Regions from separate parts of the Sus scrofa genome. Here regions 2 and 3 are each linked to region 1. The links are chromatin contacts, called in public HiChIP or PLAC-seq maps. All regions are on one chromosome and are shown on one strand. Each heading gives the region's core, a stretch centred on a gene start, on an enhancer-like site or on the middle of the called end of the contact. The rest is flanking DNA. Distances are from core to core; before and after follow the strand shown.

The links. HiChIP or PLAC-seq counts read pairs in DNA pulled down with a chosen protein or histone mark.
Region 2: an H3K27ac HiChIP or PLAC-seq map of alveolar macrophages shows a contact between it and region 1. The contact joins two enhancer-like sites. A contact is called at or near these places in 5 of 47 Hi-C or Micro-C datasets (alveolar macrophages, embryonic fibroblasts, psoas muscle and 1 more) and 2 of 2 datasets of contacts at active chromatin or transcription factors (alveolar macrophages and skeletal muscle).
Region 3: a contact with region 1 is called in an H3K27ac HiChIP or PLAC-seq map of alveolar macrophages. The contact joins two enhancer-like sites. A contact is called at or near these places in 2 of 47 Hi-C or Micro-C datasets (embryonic fibroblasts and fibroblasts) and 2 of 2 datasets of contacts at active chromatin or transcription factors (alveolar macrophages and skeletal muscle).

What each region holds. Positions count from the first base shown.
Region 1 is chr8:96,233,529-96,236,883 of Sscrofa11.1, forward strand. It overlaps JADE1 (protein Jade-1), which reads right to left. Exons shown (of 15, transcript XM_021100682.1): 8 at 759-916. Among named protein-coding and RNA genes, the nearest start is that of SCLT1, 290 kb to the left of the region's middle. Within about 2 kb of position 1,898, at least 23 of the 83 cell types and tissues checked have an H3K27ac peak or open chromatin away from gene starts, as enhancers often do. A contact at or near this core is called in alveolar macrophages, where this site is marked.
Region 2 is chr8:96,543,178-96,546,847 of Sscrofa11.1, forward strand. The region is part of intron 1 of JADE1 (protein Jade-1); the gene reads right to left. Among named protein-coding and RNA genes, the nearest start is that of JADE1, 19 kb to the right of the region's middle. Within about 2 kb of position 1,699, at least 7 of the 83 cell types and tissues checked have an H3K27ac peak or open chromatin away from gene starts, as enhancers often do. A contact at or near this core is called in alveolar macrophages, where this site is marked.
Region 3 is chr8:96,591,063-96,594,591 of Sscrofa11.1, forward strand. No RefSeq gene overlaps it. Among named protein-coding and RNA genes, the nearest start is that of JADE1, 29 kb to the left of the region's middle. Within about 2 kb of position 1,584, at least 35 of the 83 cell types and tissues checked have an H3K27ac peak or open chromatin away from gene starts, as enhancers often do. A contact at or near this core is called in alveolar macrophages, where this site is marked.

The DNA of each region.
Region 1 (3,355 bases), core at 648-3,147:
GCCAAGGAGTAAATTCGGTTCACGCTCAGCAATGGTCAAAGAGGCCACTTCACAAAACTGGCATCTGACAACACAGCGGAGAAGCCAGCTGCTAGCTAAGTAGAGGGCACTCAATCCTCTCTCCCTAGGAGGAGCCTCCAGGCCAGCAGAGCCAGCCTGGTGAGGTGATGAGCAAACGGTCCTGCTTCAAGCTGAGGTGGATCATCAAAGACCTGACCCTCAAGACCCTGAAGGGGAAAAGCGGTTTGGAAGTAAATCCAGAAAAAGCCCCCCAAGGACAACTGGGCAAAGTCCATCCAAAGAAAAACTCAATACATTGCTCTTCCAAACTCCCCATCAACAGGACCCTAACTTGGCAGGCCTGTTCCACCCATGCACCCCCAAAGGTGGAATAGACCACAGCAAGACCCAACCCACCAGACACCTCTCTCCAAGAGAGCCGCATGCTCTCCAGGGAAAAAGAGGAGGAAGCTGTGCCAACAGCCAAGTGCTCCTCCCCAGCCAATCACTTCCCAGAAGTCCTAGAATTTTACCTTCCTCTCTTAAGAGAGCAGCCCAAGATGGCTGCAATAAGTCTGGAGGTCCATGGCCCTCAAAATCACTACCTGTGGACCTGAGGTGTATTTCTACTTACTGCACCTCTTTCTCCCAGATGCCTCACTGCTAACCAAACCTTGCTCCTCTCAGGCACCTGGCCATCAGGGCAGAAAGGCAACTGTTGGGGGAAAGGCAGCAGGCCTTTCCTGGGGTGTGTCTACCTGGCCACGGGCTGAGGGATGGTCCCAGGGCTCACCGGCACCTGGACCCCCTTCTCCCACTCCTGTCTCCAGGGATCTGCCAGCACATAGTACTCATCCGGGTTCAGCTGGTAGGAGTCATGCAACTTCATGGCTGTGATCAGGTCTGTCCTAAACACCTGGAAAGGGAGAGAGAGGGTCACTGACATTTGATATTTGCATTCTTATTCAGAGCACTGGCAGCTGCAGGGTAACCATGGAGCTGCCCATATAACAAGGTCACTGTTTCAACAGAGAACCAGTCTGACCTATTACAGGAAACCCCTCTCAACCTGCCACGCCCTGGCTTCGCTCAGGCTTGGGGGTGACAGCAGCTCACACTGTCCTTGCTCCCTCACCAACCCTGAGAGATGACAGTGTCTGCACCAGCTATAGCAACAAAGGAACCTTGCTGTCCTCCCTGGAAAAACTTACAACGACTCCCAATTCACTAAGCAGGCTACTAAAAACATGTGCCTAAAAATCTCTGGAGTAACATATTTCACTCGAGGGTGCCCTTTTGGTAAATGTTTAAGAATAAAACTCCACTAACCATGTAACAACTCCAAGCCAAAACCCAGAGCCACCAGGGCTTCCTCTTCTATACTCAGACTGCCTCCACCCAGCCCCTGCCTGCCTGGGCACACGGCTTACCACAAGGTGTTTGGGGAGGGTAGGGCCTGGTCAGCTACTGCCAGGCAGAGGTACAGGCTGGAAAAATCTGGGATAGAAGCAATGACAGACCGATGGAGTCCAAGCAAAAAATGAGCTTATAAAGAATGTTTGTTTGCACACCTTCACCTGACATAACTTCTGCAAGGAAGTGGCATTTGTGGGGGAAGGATAGGAGGGAAGGAGGAAGGAGTGGGCGAGAAAAAGAAAGCAAGCTACTACCCTCTCCTCACTCTGCCACAAAAAAAAACCCCAAGACTCACAAGTACCCCTCAGCCTAGAGGGCACCTCAATGCCTCATCACAGGCCAAGAGGGGACCACCAGAGAGGAGGCCCCGCATGCCTGCTCTTCCTGACGGGTTGGGAAGTACAGGAGCACAGCACTGCCTGCCCACCAGGGCCTCGCCCTCTGTCCACTCCTGTCTCTGGGCCACATGAGGAAGCTCTGACCCTGGCATTAGCGCTGGTCCAAAGTTGTATTTGGCACGAAATGTGCCTGCATCTGTAAGCTACACTCTCTGTTTACACAAGTCACAATGCAGAACTCTCTCTTCTTGGGACAGGGAGTTCTTTCTTGGGCTGCTAAGCACAGTTCACATTATATGCCGGCTAACAGGTCCGTATTTGTTTTTCCTGGTGGCTTTTCAGGCTGGTGATCGCTTTAATAAACTTCACCATAATAAAGTCTGAGGCACTGTCTGAATAGAAGGGTCATTTCTCCAGTCTGTCATTTTGGACCTGGGCTTTTCCCCAGTATGCCACTCCTCATTTCTTAAGTCCCAATAACAAGCAAGAACTTGGCTGTGTACCTTCCACAGAAGCACAAGTAAGATCTGGTCCCCTTTGAGCACTGAGCCCTGAAGCAGGTGTCCTTGCCCTGGTTGTGCATTAACTTTGTCAGCCATGCCCTCCCCACCTACAAAGTCTCTTCCAACAAAGTCACAGGATTACAACCTGAGGATGCAAATCATTTAAAAACACCTTCCAACTAAGTTGGATAAGTAAAAAAATAAGGGAGTTTAGCCAAAGAAAAAGGAAAATCAAACTGAAGCAATGAGATGAAAAAAGGCAGCTCACTACTCCCGCACTGAAAAGACTCAGACAAGGATGGTCAGGGACTGAAACAAAGGCCCTCAAATGGATGTGAGCTCAGTCCCCAGCAGAGCTCAACATGAGTACTTTAAGCACAGAGTAATTTCAACTCAGTGGGACAAAACACAGGCCGTCCACGCTGCCCAGTGGAAGGGGTTCTAGCTGTGACCAGGGTACCACCTTCCTATTAGAGTTCCCTGTGTTCCTGCCCTGAAATAAAAGGAGCAAAGTGAGAAAGGTATTGAGGGGATTGTGGAGAGAACACAGGGAATTAAAGAAATAAAAAAAAAAGCAGGAGAGGCACTTGGATACCAGAGAAAAGGAAGGCAGCACTGCAGTTCGAAAGGACAAAGGCCTGGAATAAATCAAGCCAATGTTTGGAGTTCCCATTGTGGCGCAATGGAAACGAATCCAACTAGGAACCATGAGGCGCGGGTTCGAAGCCTGGCCTCACTCAGCAGGTCAAGGATCTGGCATTGCCATGAGCTGTGGTATAGGTCGCATGGTATAGGTCACAGACACGGCTCTCGGATCTGGTGTTGCTGTGGCTGTGGTATAGGCCGTAGGCCGGCGGCTATAGCTCCAATTAGACCCCTAGCCTGGGAACCTCTATATGCCACGGGTGCAGCCCTAAAAAAAAATAAATAAATAAAATCAAGGTTATGGTCTCATGAACATCTGATCTAATGCTGAAGTGTTCCTTGGGATGGTTTTCCACAATTCTAAAGTATACGTACTACTACTTCGTGGAGGAAGTTATTCACTGCTAAATAAACCTATACTCCTCAACAGAGCCCCCAGCTTCCCCCATGCTG
Region 2 (3,670 bases), core at 449-2,948, 310 kb after region 1:
TAGCTGGTACCAACCACCTCTAGCCCATAACAGTGGCAATGTACAATTCTTAAAAAGTTTTTAAATACTTACTGTCATGTTTGTACTTAACTCCTTACAGAAGGCAAGTCACACTTTACATAATACTGATACAATATTTTTATTTTTTATTTTTGTTTTTAATTTTGGCCTTATCCTTGGCATGTGGAAGTTCCCAGGCCAGGGATCAAACCTGTACCACAGCAGTGACCCAAGCCACTGCAGTGACAACACCAGATCCTTAACTTGCTATGCCATAAGAGAACTCCTGACCTAAATTTTTTAAATGTAGAACTCCCCAGATAGGACATACAAAGTCATTAACTCCCTGTTTTGATAGGATAAATTCTGGACCCACAAAGTTCTAAGAAAGCATTTTAAGAAAGGGCCTATTTACCCAAAATTAGCTATGAAGAAATGGCAGAAGCTCAGCTCTTGTCTTCTCTACCTCTTTTTTTTTTCTTCTCTTTATCTAGAAATATTATCTCAAAGACTTTCTCCCTATCCTTGACTTTTTCCCTTCCCTTGCTCTCCCTTTCCTAAAGGATTGTTCTTCCTAATACATTGCATGTATTTAGGGCTTGTCTACCCAGCTGGATTGTAGGTGCTTTCTTTGTTCTCCTCAACATCATAGTCAAGCACAACTTTCCAATGGTCCACTCTCTTGCTCCTACAACTTGGCTTTATTGTGGGAATGGGATCCTAGTCTTTGTTATAAGAAGTAATTAGGGGATAAACCCACTCAGGCAAATCAAGCAGATTTAAAGAGCCTACAGGGTTACAGGCAGAAAATGGAGAGTTGTATTAGCTCTCTTTATCCTTGCTTTCCCAGAACCAATTCAGCTTTGTTCTTTTTTCTTTTTTTCAAACACAGAGCCAGCCATTAGTAGAACAGCCAAAGCCTGTGGCATACAGAACAATGATTGGAGTGGGAGTGACCAGCACTGAAGTCCAGGCAAGAGGCAATCAGGACTAACCTTGGGAGGTGGCCATGAGAATAGAAACAAAAACACAGATACAAACCATAGCCATATCTGAAGTAAAATCAACAGGACTGAACCACTGATTAGAGACAGAATAGCAAGGGCAAGGGAGGAAGATGGTGCAAGGTTTCAACACTGACTGCAGCCAGATGAGTCATCCTGGAGCTAAGCTACAATTGAGTTACTTAAATGACAAAAACCTTGTTTGGCTCCAAGCCCACTGCACATAGCAAAAAGTCTAAATTCCTATATAAAGACTGCCACAATTCTGCACAAAGTTATCAGCAAGCTTGAACACATTCATTCATTTAACAAACATTTATTGAACAGCTATTATGTATTATGCTGGATCAGGAAATCAAAAATGGGGGAAAGGCACAGTTCCTGACTTTGATGAGTTCAAATAAATCAATATTCATATGCTCAAGCTCTGTCCACAACGTTCTCTTCACTGAAATCCGTTGTTTATTGAGTGCTACTCTATGCCAGAGACTGCTTTTGACCCTAGAGGCCCAGTTAAGTTATTTCCATATTCATTTTCCAATCAGACCTGTGGATTATTGATTTGGGATTGTCTGCATAGTGAGCTGAGGTCAAAGGGAATCTCAAAGGGGAAAGACCGGAAGAGGAAGGGAACCAATACCAGACTCTTGGAGTAATGCCTACAGTTCAAGGATTAGAATAAGGAAGAAGAGCCAGAAGCAGCCAGGGGAATAACCAGAGAGGGAAGAGAAAAACAAACGAGTCATGGATGCTGGGAGTGGAGAGTTTCAAGCATAAAGAAGAATCTGAACTGTGTTCAATGTGGCTGAAAGCTAAGGAAGAGAAGACTGAGAAAGGCACCACACAGACACTCATTTCAGGCTGGAGACGGAAAGAAGTTTGTGGCAAGGAACAGATCAAAGATGCCCAACAGAGCGAGGGGTGCTTTATAAAGACTCTGGAGCAGGAATTGGGAAGATACAGACTTAGTGAACACAAGTGAAAAGGTTGGCCTTAGCGAGAGGAGAGACAATTCTTTCCCATGACCATGAAGAAGAAAGGACTGAAGCATATGTAGAGAAAAAGGTTGTAAAGGGAGGTCACAGAGGCCCCAGGGGTGTTTGAAATCAGACAAGACCAAGTTTGAATCTCATCTCTTCCACTTACTTTCTGCATAATATCTGGCAAGTTGCTGAAGCTTTCTGATTCTTAGTTTCTTCATCTATAAGATGATATCATGGAGTTCCCATCGTGGCTCAATGGTTAACGAATCCACTAGGAACCATGAGATTGCGGGTTCGATCCCTGGCCTTGCTCAGTAGGTTGAGGATCTGGCGTTGCCGTGAGGTGTGGTGTAGGTTGCAGATGTGGCTCAGATCCTGCGTGGCTGTGGCTCTGGCGTAGGCCAGCAGCTACCGCTCCGATTAGACCCCTAGCCTGGGAACCTCCATATGCCACGGGAGTGGCCCTAGAAAAGGCAAAAAGCCAAAAAAAAAAAAAAAAAAAAGATGGATATCGTATATTTATGATGTAAATACTTATGATGTATGTATATATCGTGCCTTTCTCATACGGTTGTAGTGAGAACACATTGAGAAAATATATGTGCCACTGGTTTCCCCCTTGCCTTTTCAGCTAAGGTATATATGGGGTGACAAAAATAAATTCTACAGGCCCTTCTCCCTCTCTACTCATACAGCACTATGGCCCTCTGCAAAGTACTCTTGAAAATGTGCTCACAAGTGAGTCCATCTCTCTGAGCTCCATGGGGTCAGCTACATCTTTGCTGCCCCACACTGTTCCAGCTGAGGTCCTAGATGCCGAATCCAAACATGCTGCCTTGCTGAAGCACCCTTTTCAGTTTTACTTAATACCTTTCCCAAACCCAGTCTCCACCAGTCTCAGCCTGGGCCTGGATAACAATCTGAGGGAAAAACATAATGCAATACCTCATACTGTTCCTCATCTCTCATGACCAGGTTTGAGTCAGGCTCTGGGAGTCTCTCAAGCCTTCATATGAACACATTTTTTTGTAGACCCACCACATTAATCCCAATCTAGATTACAGCAAACCCTGCCATGCAAAACAATCTCAATGAAAGTTAGATCCTTTTCGGGACTTCCCGTCGTGGCGCAGTGGTTAACGAATCCGACTAGGAACCATGAGGTTGCGGGTTCGGTCCCTGCCTTTGCTCAGTGGGTTAACGATCCGGCGTTGCCGTGAGCTGTGGTGTAGGTTGCAGACGTGGCTGGGATCCCGCATTGCTGTGGCTCTGGCATAGGCCGGTGGCTACAGCTCCGATTCACCCCTAGCCTGGGAACCTCCATATGCTGTGGGAGCGGCCCAAGAAATAGCAACAACAACAACAACAAAAGACAAAAAAAAAAAAAAAGTTAGATCCTTTTCTCCATTAATTCAGCACCATCGTTTCACTTATACTTCTGATATGCAATGACCTTTCTCCCATCCTCGTTACATCTGGGTTTGACCCAAGTGCACAAAAACTTGGTTATACTGTATATAGTGTGCTGGTAAATGTTTAGCAACCAGCTCTCTGGCAGAAAAAGTCTGATTTTGTAGCGTTTGCCAATTATCATGGTGTAAACATTCCCACCATGGCTAATTTCAATCTACCAACATAACATTGACCACCTTGCAAAATTCCTCAAAATTTAGCAATCAGTTC
Region 3 (3,529 bases), core at 334-2,833, 360 kb after region 1:
TTGTAAATTAACTATACTTCAATAAAACTTTTTAAAAATGGGAAAAAAAGGCCCCCTGGGGAGGCTTATTTGGGTTTCAAGTAATATCTTCCTCATCCTCACCTGGTGCCTTTGATACTGAGGAATCGAGAACACCTTAAAGGAAGCTATGGCCCTTTCTTTTAGAAATGAAGTTTTTGCCCAATAAGCCTTCCCACGTTTGACTCTGACTATTGGCATTTGATTCAGAATCATCAGTTTCCACAAACTATAAGTATTTTACATAAAACAGAGATACCACCAGCTTTAGTTGCCATGCCACAGGATCTTTAGTGGGCTATAGATGATAGGCAACCTCGTGTTGGCCAGTAATTTCAACAGACATGCCTCTAGCACAAGGAGGTGGAAGTAAGCAGAAGCAGGGATTCTGGCAAAGTGTTGATCCCTAAGAAAGGCACGGAGGTTGGGGCAGGAGACCACAGTCCAATGGACAGTATCTGAAATGAAAAAGGTATATCTGGGCTCACATCAGCTATCATATCTTGGGGATCAGGTGTCCTGAACAGATAGGTGACAACAACTGGGCACAGGCAGAAGTTTACTTGTGGTCAAGCCCCAACCTGCATCTAATTTCCAGTAGCTGGATCTCTATCTGAATCACCTACCTGGCATTCAAGTTTATTTAAGCCCTTAATCATCTCCACAGAGTTTATAGCTATAACTCTGAATGCCAGACCTGAAGCAGAGGACCTGCTTCAGACCCCCTTATATCCTGCATCCCAGCTTATATCCTGCATCCACCATTTCTCAAAGACTCCCATGTTATGGTTCCATTACATGTGGCAACAAGGTGAGGAAGAGGCATCTATGCCTGTGCTTGAGCCCCAAAAACCAGCTGTGTGACCTTGGGCAAGTTACTCTTATAAACTTCAGTTTTCTTCATCCAAGGATGTTATGTGGATTAAATGAAATAACAAATGCAAAATAGAGTACCTGTCACATAGTAAGTGCTCAATAAATTTTAAGGATGATGAAGAAAACAAGGTGAAAGATGGATCTTCTTAACACTGGCCACATGACTGGGATTCAACCATACCATAATGGTTCTCAGCCAGGGGTTATTTTGCCTCCAGGGGACATCTGGCAATGTCTGGAGACTTTACTTATTGCATTAATTGAGGGCAAAGGAGAGGCATAGCGGTGTGCTACTGACATCTGATTGGTAGAAGCCAGGGTGCTGCTAACCATCCTTCAAAGCACAGCACAGTTCTCCTGCCCTCAGCAAAGACTTATCTGGTCCAAAATGACAATAGTGCCAAGGCTGAGAAACCCTGCTTGCCAGTAGCAGCATTCCCCTGACTTTCCCCAGCCTCTGCTATCAATATGCCCCTAGCTGGTGTCTGTGGCTGATCTCCCAGGTCTGGCCCATCCCCCTGGCTCCTGAGCTCCTACTCTGTAGGCTTCTTTGTCAAATGGCCACCAGGCTTCGTTGGCCTGAGCTGAGTCCATAACAACAGGGATGGGGAGAATGACCTGGCCCTCCCTCTGACCAGCAACAGGCGAGAAACTGCTTCCTGCAGGCCTGTGGCAGAGAGCCACATGCAAACAAGGGCAGCAGCTCGTAGAACGTTCCACCCAAACTGGCTCCTCACCAGGCCAGACCATGAGTCACTACCACATGCTGCCGCCTCTCACCGTGACCTTTCTTTATCCCTTCATTAGCTGTAAATCTTCAGGAGCAAAACAGCAGAGAACAGACTGGAAAGGCCTTGGCAGAATATCATACCTGGCAAGTGCCCAAATCAAAATTCAGAGTTAAATACCCAGACGCTGAATGAACGCCAATCACACAGCAAACCAAGTCTCCCCAGAGCCATCCCCATGCACCAGACAAGTGGACAAACGGAACTCCCTCTCTTGACATAATTTAAATCATGTGGCAGCACTGGAGCATCATCTCCAGGAGAAGGAACAGATGTGTTTAGCAATACCCAGATGGCTAGGGACAAATTGAAGGACCTGTGTAATGTTTGCCCATAATTCATGCTTGCACCAAACCACACTGCACCCCTAAGAAATCTTTCTCATGTCCCTGATTCCTCTTGTGTCAAATGGAATTAATATTGTCTTCTGTGCAGTGTTATGAGAAATAATTAACAAAGAGCATAGGTTATTAAATAGTTCTTTGGCTCTAAATAAAGCAAAACTGGATTTTTTGTTTGTTTGTTTCTGCCTTTCCAGAAGCAGACCATCATGCTGGGGAAAATGCCAGTGAATGGGGCAGCTGCCTTCTGCAGGGGAATTTACTCTGCCCAGTCTCACTAGAGTCATCTTTCTGAGTGTATTCTAACCACCTGCATTAGAAGCATCTAGAAAATCTGAAAAAAAGCAGATTCCCAGAGCTACAGTGACAAGCTACTGAATTTCTGCAGATGAGACTTTGGAAGATATACTTTTAACAAAATCCACATTTGAGATTTATAACCACTACCATTTGAGAATTTTGTAACAATGACTAAACCCTGGGATAGCAGAGCCACCTTCACTATTTCCAGAAGTAAGAAGACCGGGTCCTTTGCCTTCTTTTCTCTGCTAATGTTGCCCCATCTTATGTAAGCAGAATTTCTGGATGAGACGGAACAAATTCATAATGATTCATCTGAACTAAACTGTCCACCCTCACACTTATAATACTGACAGCAACAAATTGCCCTTCTGAGTTTTGTAATTTCTCTCAACATTCTTTAAGTTTAAAGGGACTGAGTGATTCCCCTTTGCTGTTGGATGCCTGCCACCCTGAGCAAATCCCCCTCTCCAATCACTTGTTGCTAGGAAACTGATCACATATAGGTCTGACCCACAATCAATCAATCCCTCCTCTCCTCACGCTCGACAGTTGTATTTAGTATATGTTCCACACATTCACATTCATTGTCCTTACAATGATCTTGTGAGAAATTATCTCCATTGTATAGATGAGGGAACGAAACCACCAACAGGCAACATAGGTAATAGAACTGGTATTTGACTAAGCTGTTTGACTCTAACCCCAATGCTCTTAACAGCTCAAATTGAATAAACCCAATGCTCTAAGCTACTCTGCCTCCTACTGTCTCTAGGAAATTATAACTCTAAGTAGCCATCAACTGAGTATAGTTGTCTAGAGTTTAAAATCTCCTAACCATACCATTAGCAAGCATGGACATGCAGACCAACCAAAGTGAAATTATTTGACGACTACTAGACCATTCAGTTTCATTCATTACAGGTAACTCATGAACTTTTGAGCTAATAACAACAGCTAGCATTTGTTAAGCACTTGCTACTGCAAAGAACTGTTCTCAGTGCTTTAAGTATTCTAACTCAATGAATCCCCTCAACCCTCCTCTGAGGTTGGAGATACCACCATTCTCTTTTCACAGCTGGGAAAATGGCAGCACCGAAGTGTTTAGTAAGGGGTCTGAAGTCATGTAGCTAGTAAATGGCAAGGCTGGAAAACATAGCTAGATAATAGGGCTCTGTAACAAATACCTTAACTAACCTACTTTAC